2 separate regions of the Bos taurus genome follow, and region 2 is linked to region 1. A link is a contact called in public Hi-C data. All regions are on one chromosome and are shown on one strand. The core of a region is the stretch at or near the end of the contact, and the rest is flanking DNA. Distances in the headings are between cores, read along the strand shown.

The links. A called contact is a pair of places that touch in the nucleus more often than the background predicts.
Region 2: a contact with region 1 is called in a Hi-C map of skin fibroblasts, with 8 times the contacts expected there. The contact joins two enhancer-like sites. A contact is called at or near these places in 5 of 11 Hi-C or Micro-C datasets (blastocyst, liver, skeletal muscle and 2 more).

The regions. Positions count from the first base shown.
Region 1 is chr15:27,542,807-27,545,636 of ARS-UCD2.0, forward strand. It overlaps SIK3 (SIK family kinase 3), which reads right to left. Exons shown (of 24, transcript XM_010812395.3): 7 at 1,657-1,775; 8 at 1,000-1,110; 9 at 630-773; 10 at 120-197. Among named protein-coding and RNA genes, the nearest start is that of APOA1, 39 kb to the left of the region's middle. Within about 2 kb of position 1,520, at least 7 of the 102 cell types and tissues checked have an H3K27ac peak or open chromatin away from gene starts, as enhancers often do.
Region 2 is chr15:27,790,320-27,793,089 of ARS-UCD2.0, forward strand. No RefSeq gene overlaps it. Among named protein-coding and RNA genes, the nearest start is that of SIK3, 14 kb to the left of the region's middle. Within about 2 kb of position 1,307, at least 13 of the 102 cell types and tissues checked have an H3K27ac peak or open chromatin away from gene starts, as enhancers often do.

The sequences.
Region 1 (2,830 bases), core at 270-2,769:
GCCAAAAATAAATGGGGAAATGAATAAATAAGAAAATACATAGAAGTAGTAAAGAAAGGCAACGAGGCTACGGGAAAGAAAGTAGGTTCAGTTGACAGCCACCAGGGGCTGCTACTTGCCTCCACGATTTGATTCTCTGGGTTGATGAGCTGCACCTGGGGGACGCTGATGTTCATAGTGGTACCAGCCTGCTCCGCCTGGAAAGCAGCACACACACATACAGGCTTTTCAACACCAGAGGGAAATCATAGAGGCTTTCAAAACATTCTTGATGGCTAAAGTCTATGTTTCTACTTTTGAGTTTTTGGTTCCTCTGCTCTTAGAAGCTACAAGGAAGTATTCTTTAGCGAAGACAGTCTCTCACAATGATTTACGGTTTCTTAAAAAAAAAAACTCAACTATTGGTGTCCCTTCCAAGTGCTGGAATACTCTTCCACCCACTCTATCAAAGAAAGACTGAGTTCTTTGCTTGGCCTCTGACAAAGGAAGAGATGGCAGGTGGGAGGCGATGGGTAAGAAGAGCAGGTAAGCCGACGGATAAGCATGATCTGGCGTTAGAGAGCGATGGATAACCACCACCCCTCTCCACGTTACTAGTCCTGAATCTGATCACTGGAGTTATCACCCACCTGGAGGTTGACTGGCGGCTGGAAGCCCATGGTTCGGGGCATGCCAGGAGGTACTCCAACACGCAGGGTTTTATGTCTCTTATGCCGGTCACACAGCAGGCTGTAGATTGCACTATAGTGATCATAGGCATCTGATCTTAACGACTACCGAGACAAAAGGGGAAAGAGCAAAAAACCCTGGTGAAACAGCACATCAATGACCAAAACTCTTTTAAAAGTAATAGTAGAATAATAAAGCGCCTTCTTTTCAAGGGGCAGAGGAAGAATGGGAGGAAAATGAAAAGATCCAGGTTCCCAGGAAGAAGGATACATGGGAAAGACAGGGCAGAGGGAGAGCAGCCCCCACCCCGGCCTCTGCTCACTTAGGTACCTGCAGTGTCCGCTCTTTGTCCAGTCCCATGTTTTCCATGGCTAAGAGGACATCCTCATTCAGAGGGTCCATCTGCCTTTCTTCCTTCAGCTGCTGGCATTCGGCTATTAACTGTAACAAAAAAAGGCAAGCTATCAAACTCCCAATTAACTACGTCAAGATGGCAGATCATATATAATGAACAAGCTGTTCCATGCTCCCTAGCTTGTGATATTTTTGGCCTTAGATGAAGCCTAAGCAAGAAAGCCCTGGGTACTCAGCTAGGAGCAGATAAGATGGCTAGGCCACTATTTTCCTGAGCTCCTGGGGTACCTGGGATGGCTACGATGATTTAAATAAAGGAATGCTGCAGGATCTGTTGGACTGTGCACAGCGAGAGATAAGAGTAGGTGAACAATCCCGTGGGAAGAGGCTGTACTGTCCCAAGACCCGGGAAGGGACCCGGATGTGAGGACATGCGGTCAGGAACTGGTATCACTATTCCGCAACAGCTCAGCTGGTTGAGCTTCCTTCTTGCTGGCTTTACTTGCTTCAGGATTACACAACAGCCTGCATCCAGGCCTGCCCTTCTAGGTCCTGGCCTGGTTACAATCTTATGCAAAAGAGCCTGCAGCAGCCCGAACAGGCTTTCCTGGGGGCGAGTGGAGGCCCGCTCACCCTATCGAAGTTGGGGTCCGCATCCCCTAGCTTCATCCACTTGTGCTTGCAGATCTGCTCCATGGAGAGGCGCTTGTTGGGGTCCAACACCAGCATGTGGCGGATCAGGTGCTCACATTCTGCAAGAGACATGGAGCCGGCCATCAGTGCCGGTGGGGGAGGCGCTGCGGGGGCCGAGGAACACGGGCAGGGCGAGCAGGTGGACTTCCTACCTCCTGGCTTCTCATTTGTTTCTCTCACTTCGTGATCCTTACCTCTGCCATGGCTTACACCAGAAGGGGCCAGGCAAAGGCAGGAAGAGGTGGAGGAGAGGGAAATTCAACTCAGGGCTGGGGGTGGGGGGAGTGGGGTCCTGGTTAATACCTTCACTAAAAGTCGGATTAGAAAAAAATCTGGGATAATCCCTGGATTTCATTTACTTATATTTTGTAGGGCCCCATTTGCTGCAATTAAGGAAGAGTTTCAGTGTCTGAAGCTATTCAGTGCCTTACAAGATCCCCAAAATACAGTCAGCTCCTTCCTCCTCTCTGCATTCTGATGTGCACACTAACGCTTTCGGGTGTAGGGTCCCAGGTGTGGGGAGAAGACAGGCATGGAGCCTCCCTACCACACATGGTAACCTTTACTGATAATTTTCTCACATTCGCAGGGGCATACAACTGAGCTCTGAGCTAAAGAGATTCAGATCAGAGAGGTGTCACTCTGGGAGCTCATGTTGCAGAATACACTGCAAAAAGAATGATGGCTCCAAAATCAAGATGCCTATATTCTGATTTCAAAACCACCCTCTATTTCTAAGTGTTCTCATCTGTAACTTGAGGGTACTGATGATGACGTGGGGGTAGCACGTGTGATGGAACTGAACCTAGATACTGATGATAAAAAAACAGCAGCATGGAGACACTCTGCTGACTACTTCACACATATTTTGATATCATTTAATCCTCACAGCAATCCCAGGAGGAAGAAACGATCATTATTCTCACTTTGGAGACGTTAAAATTAGGCACAGAGAAGTCAAAAAACTTGTTGAAGACCACTCAATAGGTTAGATTTCAAACAAGTCTCTGCGGTTGGTGCTCTGAATCACACCCCAGCTCACCCAGAACCCGCAGAATAAAGTCCAAAGTCCTCTGACCTCACCTCCAGCCACGTGCCCTGGGCTCCCTGAGCT
Region 2 (2,770 bases), core at 57-2,556, 250 kb after region 1:
TCCATGGAATTCTTCAGGCAAGAATACTGGAGTGGGTAGACATCCCCCACTCCAGGGGATCTTCCCAACCCAGGGATCAAACCCAGGTCTCAGGCATTGCAGGCAGATTTGTTACAGTTTGAGCCCCCAGGGAAGCCCTGTGAGTGCTGTGGGTGTTCCCAATGCACCAGCAGTGCAGTGATGGAAGAGACTGGAGTCAGTAAACAGAGGTCAAGGCTCAGCTTCACGGCTGAGTATCTTGGTGACCTTGGACAGCATGGAGCATCTCGGCTGCAAAATGAGGCTACTAATACCCTAGCCACAGGGTGGTTGTAAAAACTAAATGAGATAATGTTTTAAAACTGCTTTGTAAATTATGAAGAGTTGTGTGGGTTTGTTTTGCTTAAGGTTCAGATAGTTGTGAGACTGTGCTAATGTTACAGATGGGAAAGAATCGGAAAACATGGTCTCTGGTCTCCAGTATCTTGTGATCTTATAAATATAGATAAGGCGTGTGTGTGTGTATGTGCATGCACGCTCAGTCACATCTGAACCTTTGCGACCCTATGGACTGTAGCCCGCCAGGCTCCTCTGTCCATGGGATTCTCCAGGTAAGAATACTGGAGTGGCTTGCCGTGCCCTCCTCCAGGGGATCCTTCCAACCCAAGGATTGAACCTGTGTCTCCTGTGTCTTCCACGTTGCCAGGTAGATTCTTTACCGCTGAGCCACCTGGGAAGCCTATAAATAAGGCTCACAAACTTGAAAGGCTGCACAGGATTAATTGGGTTCTCGTCTCTTCTGCTGCAGGTGTCTCAGATACAGCTGGATGTGTCTGGTTAGCATGTAAGGTGGCTTTGAGGAAGTCTTTCTGTGAGAAGCCTGTGGTGCCTCATTTGAGAGACCTCCTCCTAGGGGACTATGGAGTCAGGTGTGATAGGCTCACCAAGAATTAGTGCCTTGGTCACCTAGGTGGAGTCTGATTGTTGTTACTCAGATGCAACATTGCCCTAAACACTTAAATGAAAACCCAGGCCTCAGAGAAATGACAAGTCTGTAGACATTTAAAAAGCTGTTTCCTTATCTCTATAACACACTGGGGTTCACACAGTTTGAGGACCCCTCTCTGAGTACATAACACAGAGAGCGGTAGAAATTACTCCCCACTCCGCTACGGACCAGGTGCTGCTTTGATACTTAGTAGGTGCCCAGCGGAGCAATGGGAAAGACCCAGAGAACCCAGAAGAAAGAGCAGGGTCGTGGCAGTGCCAGCCTGCAGAGGTGTCAGTTTCCAGCAAGGGCTGCTGCAACAGTGTGTGTACTGTTCCCTTCAGAGCAGTGACAGTCCCCAGCAGAAACTGCCATGCCAGGCGGCATGGTAGGAGGCGGTGTTCATAGACCAGCTCAGAGCAGCTGCAGCTCTTGATCGAGCATTGTGGATATTTTGGGGATGGAGGATGTTAGCCTATGGAGTGTCCAGGAACATTGGAATGAAGTGGGATTTGTAGAGTGCTGGGGTCCCTGTATTATCAAGTGAGCCATAAAAGGCCAGCAGAAAGTTCACCTAATACAGAGTCATTTCAGATAATGACAAGTTCAGTAGACTGGATTCACTGGCATCACAGAGGAGGTGGCCACTGGCCCTTGAAGTTGTTCACCAGGCCTGTTTAAATACTGAAAGATGCCTCTTAGCCCACAAGTCAGAGAGTAAACATTCAAGGAGCAATTCTCCGACACCCAAAGTGCCAATTGAGTTTAAAAAGAGCCCTTTTTAACACCTCTGTGCCAGACTAAGGGCTGGGTAGGGAGACTTCCTCCCAGGTAATTCTTGCCATTTGCCTATACCCAGAGCAGCTGTTGCCTCTGCTTTTTCCAAAGAAAGCCTTCTCTGTGTTCTATCTTGCCCCAGGGACCTAAAGGAGACAGAGGTCCCTTAGCTCTTTCTCTGATGAATAGGTTGGTTGAGTCCCTTATGGCTCCCGGGAAATTCAGAAACAAGTGGTAGCCCATGATGCGGTAGATCTAGATTATCCGTGGCCCTGGCCCGCTGAAGAGTCCCTGCAAAGATGGCTGCCAGGGTTGCTTAGGGAACCTGCAGCAGTAAATCTCAAGCGGTCTGTTGGTTGCCATAGGCAACACTTATCTTCTCTGAAAACAAGAGACAGGTGTTCTCTTTGCATCTTTAATACAGTGGGGATGAAGCTATGGGGGTAGGGAGAAAAATTGATTGTCCTTAATCCTGAATTCACCTTAATGAATTGGAAACTGAATCTCCTTTAGGATTTCCTATGGTGGAAAGGATTTTTCAGTCTCCTGTTTTGGAAGAGACACAATAACCAGCAATCTAGCTAAGTGACAAGTAAATCAAAGGAAACTTAATGATGATAAAAACTTCAAGGTTTATAAGCTTGTGGCCTGGATGTAACCAAAGAAAAGGGTGTAAATCAGTACAAAGGTTCTTCATCTTTAGTGCCTGTAATGATAGGTGTAATAATCGCTCAGGAAATTCGCCTCAGGGATTCTAATTCAATAAGTCTGAGTTGAGGCAAAGACAGCAGCAGCCTTATCTACCCTTCTTTCCACCACTGTTAAGAGTGTTCAGGCAATTTATTCAACTGAAACTTTGGAGCCTTCACCAAACTTGTTGACATGATTGAGGAAAAGCTAAGAAATTCACAGGGCCATAGGAGCCTGAAGACTTGATTTCCTCCTTGACTGCTGGTCCTTACCCCTGATAAACGCTTTCCCTGTCCCAGATATCATTTCCATCCACCACTGCTGAGGCTATGGGAA